Regions from separate parts of the Anser cygnoides genome. Here region 2 is linked to region 1. Evidence: chromatin contacts called from public Hi-C data. All regions are on one chromosome and are shown on one strand. Each heading gives the region's core, a stretch centred on a gene start, on an enhancer-like site or on the middle of the called end of the contact. The rest is flanking DNA. Distances are from core to core; before and after follow the strand shown.

What was found. A called contact is a pair of places that touch in the nucleus more often than the background predicts.
Region 2: a contact with region 1 is called in a Hi-C map of liver, with 3 times the contacts expected there. The contact joins the promoter of VPS35L here to the promoter of GPRC5B in region 1. A contact is called at or near these places in 3 of 7 Hi-C or Micro-C datasets (all in liver).

Annotation. Positions count from the first base shown.
Region 1 is chr15:8,640,211-8,647,374 of Taihu_goose_T2T_genome, reverse strand. It overlaps GPRC5B (G protein-coupled receptor class C group 5 member B), which reads right to left and starts at 2,712. Exons shown (of 4, transcript XM_048060716.2): 1 at 2,523-2,712. LOC106033474 (acyl-coenzyme A synthetase ACSM4, mitochondrial-like) reads left to right here and starts at 1,633. Exons shown (of 33, transcript XM_066977917.1): 1 at 1,633-1,841.
Region 2 is chr15:8,773,008-8,780,171 of Taihu_goose_T2T_genome, reverse strand. It overlaps VPS35L (VPS35 endosomal protein sorting factor like), which reads left to right and starts at 3,494. Exons shown (of 31, transcript XM_048060363.2): 1 at 3,494-3,586. The coding sequence starts at 3,570. It overlaps CCP110 (centriolar coiled-coil protein 110), which reads left to right. Exons shown (of 16, transcript XM_013176964.3): 16 at 1,106-2,080. The coding sequence ends at 1,158.

The sequences.
Region 1 (7,164 bases), core at 1,463-3,962:
CAGAAAAGTTGTTTTGGAAAAGCAAAGTATATCAGTATGGGTTTCTTGTTAATATAGTGCCTTCCTCAAGCCTGTGTTGTGGGTGGAGAGGCAGAAGCCCGTGCGTCTCGATTTTACTACGGAATCTCGTCTCTGCTTATTATTCCCAGTAGCTACATAAATCAGTGACTGTAGGAGAGTAGTATTTTTACCTCTTTATGTCTAGATTAGCTCTCAGCAAAGTTACGCAACCTCTCGGCAGTAACAATAGCTCTCTGTTTGACTGGCACCTCACTCCTACTACCACCGGAGAGCTACAGCAATAGTAATGCAGAAATGTCACAGAAACATTCCAGCACAGACACAGTCAGCGACACCAACGTATCTCCGGCAGAGCTGAATGAAACTGTTAATACAGAAGGAAATCAGCTTGATTTTTTTTGTCCCCAGATCCCCCTCCAAATTGCAGTACGACTGGTTAAGCCAACATACCTGGACCCGAGAGCAATCACAAGCACATAAAATGAATCAAGGAGCTTTAGGTATTTCAGGCATAAGCAGCAAACAAACAGTAGGATGGCTTGCAAATCCAGTCCTCAATTTTCAGTCCAAAATCTGTACTCAGTTACCAAGCACAAACTGCTGTTTGCAGCAGAGTGAAGTCCCCTGCGCTATCGGGTGTAGGGGACAGTGCGAGAACCGGTACAGAAATGGCAGACACGGAGCTGCCCCAGCGGTACAAAGTACAATTGCAAGCAACTGAGCAGAAAGAGAAAAATCTCACAGTTGTCATCAAAAAGTTGTCATGGTTAAAAATCAGCGAGGCTTTCAAGAGCTGAAGCCTTCTGACCAAAGACTGCAAATCTCTTACCTAATCAAACACATACTGCTGTATGCTGTTAGAGAATATCTATAGCAAGAATAAATCTGTAACCATGCAAAGGTTTATGTTATTTACGCTTAGATGCATTGTCCGATCCCCTTCTTACAGTCCTAACGTTAATCAACTGATACAGGAGAATGCATCCAATCTCAGAAAAGGAAAACAGCCCAGTAAATAAAAGCAGTAGTAGCACAAATAGTAACCTGCTCTGCCATGCACAGGCAAAAGACTGGTTCACTGTAGCATTTCCAAAGAAAACCGCCCCCACCACCAAGTGTTGTGGAGAGATGGTAGCAAGCGAGGAATTAATCACAACACGGGATCTCTGCCAGCTGCTTTTGATCAGATTTGAAGAATGAGCTCCAAGACTGATAACAGAGCAGCAACAGCCAAGCCAAGATCAGACTACTGAGGAGATGTATTTCTAGAATAATAATTAATAGTACAATTGCACTTTGTATGCAAAAACACAACCCTGGTTCAGATTTACCCTGCGTTGGAATAACCCACGTAATGCTCACAGCTACAGAAAGCATGACCCCACTCCAAAAGACGTAGGAAGATGTGTTTTCATTTAGAAATACTTTGCGATGCTGAATGTTATATGAAATGATCTTTCAGCTGTTCTAGGTGCTCACCATTTCCTTTGGTCAGACCCTGTATATTCTCTGTGCCTAAATGCTTATGACTACAAAATCTGGTCTTATTATGCTACTATCGACCAATGACACCAATCAATGTTTTTTCTTTGCTTTGCTAATTCTCAAAACTGTTTCTCTTCATGTCACAGCCTCGTGACGGAGGGGTTCCCTTCACCTGATGGCCCTGATGCAGTGAGACAACACCTCAGCACCCACATCCCCGGCTGATAAGCAGCATGTAAAGCACCGCACAGGCTCCGTGCTCCAGCAACGAGAACCCACTGAGGTGTCGAGGTTCAGCGGGCAGGAAATCCTGTTAGCCTTGGGATAAACATCAGGTCAGGCGTAAACAAAGGGTTCACATAAGTGCTAAATCCTATCGCTATTTAGCTTTGGGCAGAAGCAGTACAGAGGGAGGGCTTTTTATTAAGTGGAAATTAAACCGCTGGCGGTGCTCAGCCCTCCCGAGTCGCGCTGCACCCCGACCTGGGGCTCCCACCTTCCAGCTGAGGCCGGGACCAGGCAGAAAGGAGCAGCCAGGGGCCAGCAAAAGGCTTCTCCCCCCGGTCCCGGTCCCGGTCCCGTTGCCCGGCCCGGAGCACAGCGCCCGGTGCCGGCGGGCGCTTCCCCGCCTGCAGCCGCTTCCCCGCTCCCCCTTAATCCTCCCGCACCGCCTCCTCCTCCCCGCCCGCACCGAGCCCGCTCCAGCCCGCTCCCCTTCGGCCCCCCGCTCCTTCCTCTCCCCTCTGTCCTCCCAGGCTCTCTCTCCCTCCCCCAGCCTGGCTCAAAGCCCCCTCCTCGCCAGCCCTTCCCGGCGGGGGCAGCCCCCTCCTCCGCCCCCCTCTCCTGCCCTATATCCACCCTAATCCCCCTGCCGGACTCCCTGCAGCCTGCTGTCTGCTGCCGGCCACCGGGCTAATTCCGCGGGCACAGCTCGGGGCCGGCACCTCCGGGGGCCGGGAACTGGGGAATGGGGACCGGGGGCTGGGAAACGGGGACCGGGACCGGGGACCACTCACCCGCTGGCTGCTGCAGCCGAGGCCGGCGGGGCAGCTGTGTCCGCCTGCCCGCCGCAAGTCACATCCCGGAGCCTGCGAGCACCGAGCCCCCCCGAGGCTGCTCATGGAGCGCCTGGCCCCGGCACGGCACGGCACGGAGCGGTGCGCTGCCCGCCCTGCTCTGCACCCTCCGCCCCGCTGCGCTCCGACCCGGCGGCCAGCCCCCTCCCACCGCCCCGCCCCGGCACGGCACGGCTCGGCTCGGCACGTATCCACCTCCACGGGCACCGGCACGGCACGGCTCGCCCCCAGCCCGGCCGGATTGCTGCTGCGAGGTGCAGGGACCGCAGGGCACGGGGAGCAAGCACCGTGCGCACCCAGGCGTGCGGTCCTCCGCGCCCCGGGGCTGTGCGGACGGGGTGCGAGAAATACGGGCTGCAAACCCATCCCGGCACGTCGGCTGCGTGTGCACACCTCCGGCTGGTTTGGGGATGTCAGGGGAGGGAGGCTTGGCAGTTCCGTGGCAGCTGGGGGTTTGCGATGGGCTGGAAATATTCACCCCATCTGCCTCCAATGCACGTGTCCAACCTGCTGCTACCTTAGACATTCAGAAGAGAGAAACTGTATTGAGCAAGCGACATTTTCCAGGTTGCTTATGCAGCACAATTCAGGAATAGGCCCTGTGAGCGCATGGGGCCCCGCAAAGGCGATGCTCGGAGCCGGTCGGTGCCTCCCAGCTCGCAATGAGCAGCTCACGTCCCCCTTCCCTGCTTCTGCACAGCCCAGCTCTGGGAAAGCTGCAACCCCTCCGAAAGCAGATGCTGTGTTCACAGGACAGGGCTTCCTGCAGACTTCAGAAGGAGTTATTTGTAGCAGGGAAAGACAGCTTCAATTGGGGATGTTCACTGAACAGCAGAAACTTGTCTGCCTTTTAAGCCTTTAGAGTACATCTGTGCGACGCCCCTGTGACTGGCAGCCGCTGTGTGTTGTGCGTCAGTGTTTTGATGCTTTCAAACTGCTAACGGGAAACTGGGCAGACACAACTGCAACGGCGTTGTCAGTGGGAAGCGATGGACACCCGTCCTTCCTGACCACAGGTAGCGCGCTGTGCATCTTGCCAGGCTTCCATGTTCAGAGCCTTTCAAAGGGAAACTGCCGAAATGTGTTCTCCAACACAGATCTGTAACCTTTAAACAGCCTCATGCTAGCATGCATGGGTTCATTTAGATGTCACTTGTTATGTCCTGGGGGGTTACCTGAACTTCTCAGGGTAGCTGACGTGCGGTAAATCAGATGGTGCTGTTGCAATGCGATTCCCTGTGTGTAGGCTGGGCAGCAGGAGGAGAACAGCTGCAACAGAACAATTTCACGTTTCTGCTCTTTTCTCCCTTGCTGATTCTGGATTTTAGGCACTGGCGTTATTTGAGTCACATGTAAGCAATAATACCCTGCCCTTGCATCAGTCGATATCTACGCGCTATACAAAGTAAACCAGGAAAATTTTACAGAAACTGAGGCAGTGAGAAGTGAAGTGGCTGTGAGCTGCCCAAGGTCACTCGGCAGCCTGGCAGGAGAGTAAAAAGTACCGATTCACCAGCTCCGCCTGTACCCCCGCTCTGGCTCGGGAGCGTGAGCCAGCACCTGCGTACTACAGTAACAAGCAAAGACCTTCTTGTATATGTGTGTTTCTTTAAACACACAGAGTTCTCTGTACCGCGCTGGATACAGCGAGGTAGACCAGAGGGGAGGATGAATCACAAGAATTCATGTGATAAAGGTCTTGGCCCGCTCACAATGGAGCAATGTACTGAGCCCTTCAGCAAATGCAAATTTTTGTCATTGTTCCCTTCCCTCTGTGCATCCCTAGCACAACTCTTGGTACCAGTAAAGGAAATGGCCTCCTCCATTTGCCTTTTACTGGCAGAGCAGGGACAATAATGCTCCTCTCAACAATTACTGGTGGAGCATTAACAAATAAGCCTGATTTCTGTCCCAATGAAGCATTTTTTTTAGTATTAGCTGCCATGAAACTGTGAAGGATAGAACACAGAATTACCAAGGACTATTGTGGAGTAGTTGGACTAAACCATAGCTCCCTTTGCATTACTTTCTTCTGATAGTTAACTTTAAAAATATGTTCTGAAAATATGTTTTTATTAAGGGGAAAAGAATTTTCATCAGCAAACCACTAGCTCATTCCTTCCCCCAAGAGAATGAGAAGGTAGAAGGGTGGAGCAGCTGCTGTGAGCCAGGTGGGCCGTAGGAATTCCCTGGTTGAAAGTGGTGCTCCCAGCTCCTACCCCACTTGCTAGGACTGCCCATGAAGTGCACCCTGCTGTGGCTGCAGCCAGCGGCTGCCTGCATGTGAGCGCTGCTCGGAGGAGGCTGGGGAAGGGGTGAGATGTGCAAGGCCCAGGTAAAGGGGAAATCTAGAAAACTGATTATGCCATGCAATACTTCTCAGAGCAGAGGACTTAAAAAGAAGTAAACTCATTGCTTTTGTCTGTCTCTGAAAGACTGATAAAACCACATAATACTTATTTTTCTTTACACTGGGCATATATTATGCTCAGCTTAAAAAAAAAATACTGTTTTTATCTTTTTCCAATATTTGACTTCCAGCTTATGGCAATATGTAAACAGAGCCTGTGTGACACTGCATATCCCCAGATTTTTCTCTTCTGCAGCACTGCTTTTAGCAGTACGTGACAGCAGAGAGCGAGAGCGCATTACAGCAGCCCCGAGTGGATGGCACTCACCTATCAACAAACGCCAAACCCGTATTGCCACAGCCTGTCATCCTCATTTCAGAATTTCTTCTGTCTCCCAACCTGAGATAAAGGCAATTTCCATCCTCTATTCTCTCCTCCCCTTCAGCAAGCCAGGAGGGTGTCATGCTTCCTGAAAAGCTGTCAAACAGTATTTCACCAGCAGCTTTCTTGTTGTACAGCAAGTCCTTCAGAACCTGTACACTTGGTAGAGTGATTCTGTGGCTCCTACCAGCATGGGACTGTGCTCATGCCGGTGTAATTTAAGCAGAATATTTCATGACAAGATCAGCAGTAGGTACGTGGAAATGGTGGGGATTGTTAAGTCTGCATTGCCTTTTTTTTTTTTTTTTTTTTTTTTTTTTATTATGGGAGCATGTAGAGAGGCCCCAGGCAGACACAGGACTGCACCACGTGAGATGAAGCCAGCCCTCCTGAGCACAGTTCAGTCTATGAAGCAGCCTCCTTTCTAGCAGTCTTTGGAAGAAGACCCTGAGACAATCCACGTGGCTTAATCACAGGGGGACCAGGCTGTGGTATCACTTCCTAGATGTTCAGATGCCCCAGTGATGAACAAAACTGAAGAGAAGAAGGAGATACTGGATGGACTTTCCCCAGTATGTGGTTGATTTACACCATTTCTGACCCACAAGCAGAGAGGTACTTGTCATTACACAAATCCCTGCAGCATGATTAATTTGCCTAATATTTGCCCTGCTTTTTATCAGGGCAAGATACAAATCCTGATGCTGTCATTGATTAGCAGCATCAAGGAGACAGCAAGATTTGTGTGGCCACTGCAAGACGATTTCTCCATAACTGCAGAGGGTTTCACACATTGCTCCTTGCACTGCCAAGGCAGAGTCTGCTGTCCATAGGACTCTGTTAAATTCAGGGAGGAGAAGAGGAGAATGGGAAATGAAAGAAGAAAAGAGTTTCGAAATCTATTGGAAGCAAAAGATGGATGAAAGGAAGGAGATGGACACATGGAGGAGAAAGAATTACTGAAACATTAAAGATAAATGTAATCCAGTACAACTTGTATTCATAGTACAAAAGAAAGGTGTACTCAGCATGGATAGTGTGGGCAAAGGGCCATGGTGTTGGATGTCACATCCACATTCAGATCCCAATTGCACCTGTTTTTCAACTTGGGTTGGACAAACCAAGGTAACAACACGCTTTTTATAGCATTGCACCTACCCATCACTTATCTTGACTTGCAGTATACGCAAAGGCAGTGGGTGTTCACCACTTAGCAGTCAGCTCTCAACACCAGGACAAGAGAGCAGCAATACAGGCCGAGTTTACAATGCAGTCAATATGATATTTGTTTGTTTTCTCAACACATTTCTTTACTACATGAGTGATGAATAAATGATGCAAAGAAACATGGACAAGTTAAAATCGAATGCACCTGGCAGAATTTGATTAATGCACAATTCAGATCAAGATGTTATGTGGCACCAGACATAGCTGGTTAAAAATCTTATTTTCGTATACCTTCAAATCCTCATTTCACAAGGAAAAGCTGCCATAGATATTTAAATAAGTACATCTCTTGTGGAATTGTGAAGTTACATGCTGTCTGAGGCTCCAGCTAGACAGATACCTCTCGAGCTGGCCAAACCATTCAGTTTTTAAAAGTTTGTACTTGACCTTTGCTCAGGCAAAGTCCCAGTTCTGTTAAAATAGGTCTGATGAGACAAAGGATGTGTGGCTTTTTCTTTCTGGCCTGAGAACATTGCCTTAAAATTGCATGTGTCGGGGAGCTAGTGACCGTTGCCAGAACTGGTAATTTCTGCTTGACACCATAGAGCTTCTTTCTGGAGATTAGCTGTGGACGCTGGTGGGTCCAGCGGGGTGTCTCAGAGTGCCAGCTTTACGTTAGGAAG
Region 2 (7,164 bases), core at 2,245-4,744, 130 kb before region 1:
GCACCTAATGAATGCTGAATTGTGCTTCTTTTTAGCAGCCTGCAGTGCTAAACCCTTATCACTGGAAGATAATTGTGCTATGCATAGTGTAATATGGCTTTCTAAATATGTATATATTTAGAAATTTGTTACATGTGGAGAGATTTTTATTTTACTTTTTACTCTTAAGCAGCTTTCTTTTTATTATAAGGGCTTTGCCTGATAAAGTTATTCATACTGCACTTTTAATTCTGGTTGTGTTTGTCAACATATGGAAACCTGCAACTGTTCTCCTGAAAAGACAGTTTGCTTTTATTAAGATTTGAGTATTCTCTGGCACATATATTATTTTTTTAATAGTTTATTGAAGTCTATCAAACTGTCAGAGTGAAACTTTACATTTTGCCTATGCCTTACACTTGCTTCCCTCTGGCTCATGCACACGTTTCTCCTGAACCTGAAAACTATTCATCTTGGGGGCTGTTGCTATGCATTAAGAACAAATGTAACAGAAGAGAGATCTGTTGTCGTGTGTGGATGTCTGAGGAAGAGAGTTTAGGCCCACATTCCAAGAAACAAGAATGAAGATAATTAGAAATACTAAGATCAACTTACAGTGTTAATTTCCTATGCTTTGCATTACTCTTGCTCTGTCTCTACCTCTTTGTTTATTAACATGGGAGGTGGGAAAAGAAAAGAGTTGTCTTAAATATTTGACTTGGTATAGTATTTTCTTAATTGATATTATGTTTAAAAGTAGTACATGGAATAGTTAATCATATTTAATCTGTCTTGGTAATGTTACAAACAGACTTACCTTTTAAAAACTTCTGAATTATAGTCGCAGATGTTTTAGATCAGCAGAAGAGACAATGGAACAATTACTGAGGAAGGAAAAACTAGAACATGTTACTTTCAAGCCTACTAGTAGTTTTAGCAACCTGTTCCACTTACGTGTTCATAAGGCATTTCAAGTGTAACATTATGAAAAGTGTCGTTTTCAAAGTAGGCACTGAATATATAATAATGCTTTAAAATTTTGTCTTTTCAGCTGTATTTGCTAGATAATCTTGTTGCAAAAAACAGTATCAACTGTGAAATGGTAATATTTCTACTTTGTTTTTAGGAGCATATGCAGGAAGAACCCAAAGAAAGAAGCCAAATGTTGTGACAATTTAAGACGACAGCACTCGCTGGGATAAACAGGCTATTTTTTAATGATGGCATTCTCAGCACTGATTCAAGTATTTCATGCCCTAAATTTATATGTATATTCAGAAATGGTAAACATACTTTGTTTTTTCCAGATGATGACATATTCATACAATCATATTTAAGTAATAAAGGGCTGCAAAGCTCTAATACTGTGGAAAATTGCATGTTAAACTTATTAGATCTTCATACTACTGTGTACACATAAGATTCATAACATTATTTAAAGAAGACCGTAGAGCAACATTAAGTTAATTCATGACTTAACACTCTGTAATTCTTGTATCTCTCATAAAATTTTTGCAAATTGCAATTTCTGTGTATGGTTGCCACCATAAATAAGTCACGCGTATATATTTTTAGTTTCATACCATAAAGTTAAATCAGTTAAATAAGCAAAAATATAATCCTTAAACAAAACTGAGCTCTTCAGTCAGTGAATTTGTCAGCAGCCTTTCTGGATGTGTTTGTGTAAATGCGATTACCTAACTTCATGGCTGCTGAATTGAACAGATACGGATCCAGATTAACTACTGGACAGACAGATGTACTTGCAAAGACTGTACTGAAACTGCCCCTTTCTGCACATGGTAGATCAAACCATTGTGCTGGAAGTCCTATGATTTTTTTTCCTTCCTGTCTGTGGCACTTTGTTACAGAAATAATTTTAGCCGAGATTAAGAGAAGTATATGTTCAACAAAAACATGAGACGGCAAGATTTTAATTGTTTTATCATTTCAGACTTGCACATGATTGTCTATAATAATAATTCATATGCCTTATGTTTTCTTTTTGACATCTGCAGTTTTTCTGAGCAGTTTCTCTTGTACCATGATCTAACAGCCCTTGTACTGAAATAACGTTTCCTGGTCTCGGGGGGGGGGGGGGGGGGGGGGGTTAAAAACCTCTACCAAAACCCAAGAAAAACAGTCTCTCATTTAAGAAAATCTAATACTGAAATATCATGTTCATATTTTGTCTTGGTTGTCATACTGATGGATATTATTCTTCAACATGAGGTGAGTGGAAGTCTCTAAGTTCTTTCTCTTAATGAACTGGTGATGGGATGTTAACATTAGAAACCAGAGGAAAAGCTTGGTTATTTAAGTCTTTGCAGTGCTCACTTCTTTGCTCTTTTACCCTAGCACTAGGGAACTGATTACTTAAATGTGAAATGGGTTATATTTTGTTTTCTTCCTGGTATCAGTACAATGCAACCTTGCAGGCTTTGTAACATAGGGACACTGATAAAGGAGAAAAAGGACTGATAAGTTCTATTGGGTTAAACAATAACTGTAAAAAGGAGGATTAATAGTAGGATGAAGAGAGTTATCTTCAGCGACAGCGATGAACAAATTGGCTTGCTTGTGGCACTAGTTGTGACCTCTATCAGTAAGTGTGTCCTCTGCAGCTAGTTACGTCGTTAAAAACAAATGTTTTGTACCAAGTGATACCAGATTGCTTATGTAGAAAAGGCAAAATGCTTCCTAAATACTTTGAAGATGTCACTGCTCAGTGGCTCTGTGCTGTAGCTTTTATTTGAAAGCTTTGGGGTGCCTTCCCTAATGGTGCAAATGTAACAGTTTACACCACTGGAGAACCTGCCTCCTTCATATAAATTCTATGGCTCTTTAAAATTTCAGATGTAATCCAAAAAATGCCTGAGACAAGCTTCCTGCTTACTCAGTAGTCATCAAAATGCTGTTTTGATTTCCTTTGTTTGAAAACTCCAGAAACAGGAGTGGAAAACATCTCAAAGGGGAAAAATACTGACAAGTGTAACCTGTGCTGCAGGTGGCAAAGCTTGCTGTTGATATATCAGAGCTAAAGACTGATGCTTTTAAAGGATGTTTTATATACTGTATTTATTATTAGCATAGGCAATATGTTGACATAAAGATTGGTTTAGTGTGTGAGTAAAACTGAATGCTTACCTTCAGGTCAGGTTTCACACCTGAGCCTCTTTTACTTTAAGCATGTTTCCAATGTGTGTAATAAGGCCTTGTAGCACAACTTCGTTTGTTTTTAATGAACTTTCATGCGGCCTTTCTCTTGACAAGTGCCAGAATTTGTTTTTTGTACTTGATCTGTGTTTTTTATTTAAACATATTTAATTTATCTTTTTGTGTGCGACTGTAATATCATTACAGAAGTGTATTTATTTTTGTACTTTCGTTTTCACCGGTCTTGCTTTTTACTTAAACATATTGCACAATAAACCTGCGATCTTTCAAAAGACCTGTACTGTTTGTTTGTTTTCCCCCTAATTTTAAGAAAATCGCCGCGTTAATTAGGACAGGGCCTTTGGATGGGGCGGGGCGGGAAATGGCGGCGGAAGGCTCGGCCCGGCCGCGGCACCACGTGACGGGGGGGCAAGATGGCCGCCTTCCCCTGGTGAGCCTGTGGGAGGGGGCCGGGGGCGGGCAGGGCCGGGGGCCGAGGCTCCCGAGGGGGCCGCCGGGCTCTGCGGCTCCGTGAGGGGGGCGCGGCGGGGGGCGAAGCCCTCGGGAAGCGAAGCCCCGGCGGGGTTCGGGGCCGCTGGGCCTGAGGGGGCTGAGGCGGCGGCGGGGGGTCCTGGAGCGTCCCCTGGGGTCGTGGCGCCGCGGTCCCCCCTCAGGCTGCCGGGGGAGGCGGGGGGGAAAGCGGCTGAGGGGGGCGGTGGCTGAGGGAGCGGGCTGCTGAGAGCCTTTATGGCCTCTTTGTTTATTTTGCTGAAGTAAGCAAAATAATTAGTTTAGAGCAGTTCATTTCTGGCTTGGTGTGATCCTGCTGGATTTTATGATGCCCCTCTAAGAGGAAGGGGCAGGGGAGATAACGGAGGTTCAGTCCCGTCGTGCCCAGCGGATGTCGCTGTTGATCCCCAGCAGGGCAGGAGTTGGAGCCGCCTTGGTGGGTACCGTGAGGTGAAGATTTCTGTGGAGAGAATTTAAATTTGCTACCAAGAGCTTTAGTTTCCATTAATTATCTTCCACGAGCTCACTGGGAGTGGTTGCTGTGGTTGTGGGCACGCACTGAAGAAGCAGAGTCCAGGCAGCAACACGAAGTGTTTCCACAGGAGCACAGCATCCCGATGGGGAAGCTGCGCTTTGTAGTTATGGCGAGGAAGGATAAAGGGGGCTCTGTCACTGACAAAGTGAAGGAAAATATGTTTGTAGCTATTTTTTTTCCAAACTTATTTTTCGTTATAAATAAGCTATGTTTCTGGAAGGCTTGCTCTCCTGATGCAGCTGATTTACTAGAGTCCTGAGCAAACTAGCAGTGGAGCTTAACATAGAATCAAGAAAAGTAAAATGCAGTTATTGGGTTGACATAAATTTCCTATATGTGTATATATTCATGCTGAAAGTCATCTCTTTTTTGTTATTAACATGAGTGAACACTTATATTTAATGTAAAGTGGAAATAATTTGTAGCTGAAAAAGTTTGTTGATGAAACCAGTTGAAATTTTACAACGTCAGAGCCATGCTTTTTAAAATAAAGCATTTTGCACTGCAGTGAATTTAGAACTTCTATTTACGCAGCTAAGAAAATCTGAGGGTGTAAGACAGTTGTAACCCATGAGGTGGCTGTTGGAATTGCTGGTATGCCTGTAGTGTGCCCTAGTGACCCTGCAGAAACTGCAAGGAACAGGTAGGGCTGCAACTCCCCGATTTCAGGCGGGCTGGGAGCTGAAACAGCTCCAGTAGCCTGTGGGGTAAGGTAATAGCAGTCCCAGGAAAAAGTACCATTTGCCATGAGGAGGCTGGCCATCTGGCAGGTGTTCAAGGTTGATGGCAACCGCAGTAATCCTCCTGTGTGGAAAAAGGTTGAAAACTGCTGTGGGGACAGTACCTGCAGGCAGGGGCGTATCCTGCTGTATGCACTGCAGGTGAAAACCTGACTTGGCCTGAGTCTTGTTTTCTCCTGGAAGCTGGCTGTGCTGCTGTGGCCGAGAAAGGAGAGCTTAATCTGCTTTCCCTAGAGGAGAGGCAAAACATCATGGCAACTCCTTACTCGTATTAGTTCCATTACAAGCTGCGTTGATCACTTCATCACATTGTAAATGCACTTTCTAAAGACTTATTTACGGGGTAAACAGCTCTTCTTCATTCCCACACGTGTATTCGACATGTATGCATGCCCAGTGATGCTTTATGGTATGGTTACAATACAACTGATTTTGGCCTGGGAATGGTGTGCCAAGGGGGAGCTGTGAGCAGCGTCTCTCTTTACTGTTGGTGTGGAAATATAAGTAAAGGAGGTATGGAAATACTGGCAGAACAGTAACTGAGCAATGGCAGTGCCGTAATTAGGAAGCCAGAGTTTGTCGGAAAGTTTGTTCACCCAAATGCTAATTAACCCATGAAGTAAGTGAATAAGGAGAATAAAGCATGGGACAATAGTAAATTACAGAGACTATTCACGTGTAAAGACTGATGCATACAGTCGACATCTTTTTTTAGTTTCCTTTTTGTCCTGCTTTTGCTTAGAACTCTAGGTAAGAGCAAGCTTTACCTGGACATCTGCATTCTTGCAGTACCACAGGAACCAAGGGCATGAGAGCTGAGGAGGGAATTTTACTCCTCTTTAACTGTTTTTTGGACAGGATTTTTAAATTCAACTTTTTTTTTTTTTTTTTTTTTAAACGGAGGGGTGTATGGTACATATTTATATTAGAGCTGGCTCCTTCACACAGCTGAAATTCGTACTAATGACTTTGTGTCTGAGTAGGAATAGCCATATGCATTAGATTTTGTGGGAAGGATGTATATTATGTGGGGTGAGTGTTTTGTTTCTGTTAGGAGCCCGATTCAAGACACCTTTGCATATCCACTGTTTTCACTCATGGATGCTTTACTAACATAAGGCCTTAGTGCATGCTATAATCTTTCTCAAGATTCTGAATGAAGCAGGAAAGAACAATTGACTGTGCTGTACATCTCAAAAGTTAAAAAGAAATGAAGAAATTGTGGCAGGTGGAATGCAGAGAAAACCTTTTGAAATATATTTTTTTAGATAGTAGTAGTTACTGCCTGGATCTCTTTCTGCCTTAGTTCTCAGCTATAGCTGATGGAAGGTACCATGTGGTAGCTGTGATGTTACTTGTTTGGGGAAAGCAGCTGTCCTATGTATTTTTGTCACCTTGTGTTTTCAGTTCCCTGTTTTAACAGTACTACTGTTGCATACATTAAAAAAACATACTGTTGCATACATACATTTCATATATTCACATATTATTGTGCCCCTGTACTCGGCTCTGGTGAGGCCGCACCTCGAGTACTGTGTTCAGTTTTGGGCCCCTCGCTACAGGAAGGACACGGATGTGCTTGAGCGAGTCCAGAGAAGGGCGACCAAGCTGGTGAGGGGTCTGGAGAACAAGTCTTACGAGGAGCGGCTGAGGGAGCTGGGCTTGTTCAGCCTGGAGAAGAGGAGGCTCAGGGGCGACCTCATCGCTCTCTACAGTTACCTGAAAGGAGGCTGTAGAGAGGTGGGGGTTGGTCTGTTCTCCCACGTGCCTGGTGACAGGACGAGGGGGAATGGGCGAAAGTTGCGCCAGGGGAGGTTTAGGTTGGATGTTAGGAAGTACTTCTTTACCAAAAGGGTTGTTAGGCATTGGAACGGGCTGCCCAGGGAGGTGGTGGAGTCACCATCCCTGGAGGTCTTTAAAAGACGTTTAGATGTAGAGCTTAGCGATATGGTTTAGTGGAGTACTTAGTGTTAGGTCGGAGGTTGGACTCGATGATCTTGAGGTCTCTTCCAACCTAGAAATCTGTGATACTGTGATACTGTGTGTGTGATACTGACGTGTTGTAAGAGATATTAGAAAGCACATGGAACTCTTCATTCTCTTTTAAAGTTGTCACCAGTGCTAGTCAGGGAAGTTGTGGTTTCCCCTTTTCTGCCTTCCTACATTGTCAAGCGTTCTTTAAAAGCCTTTTAAAATATAAATTTATATTTGAGCAATTAAAAATAGGATGGATGGTGCGTTGTA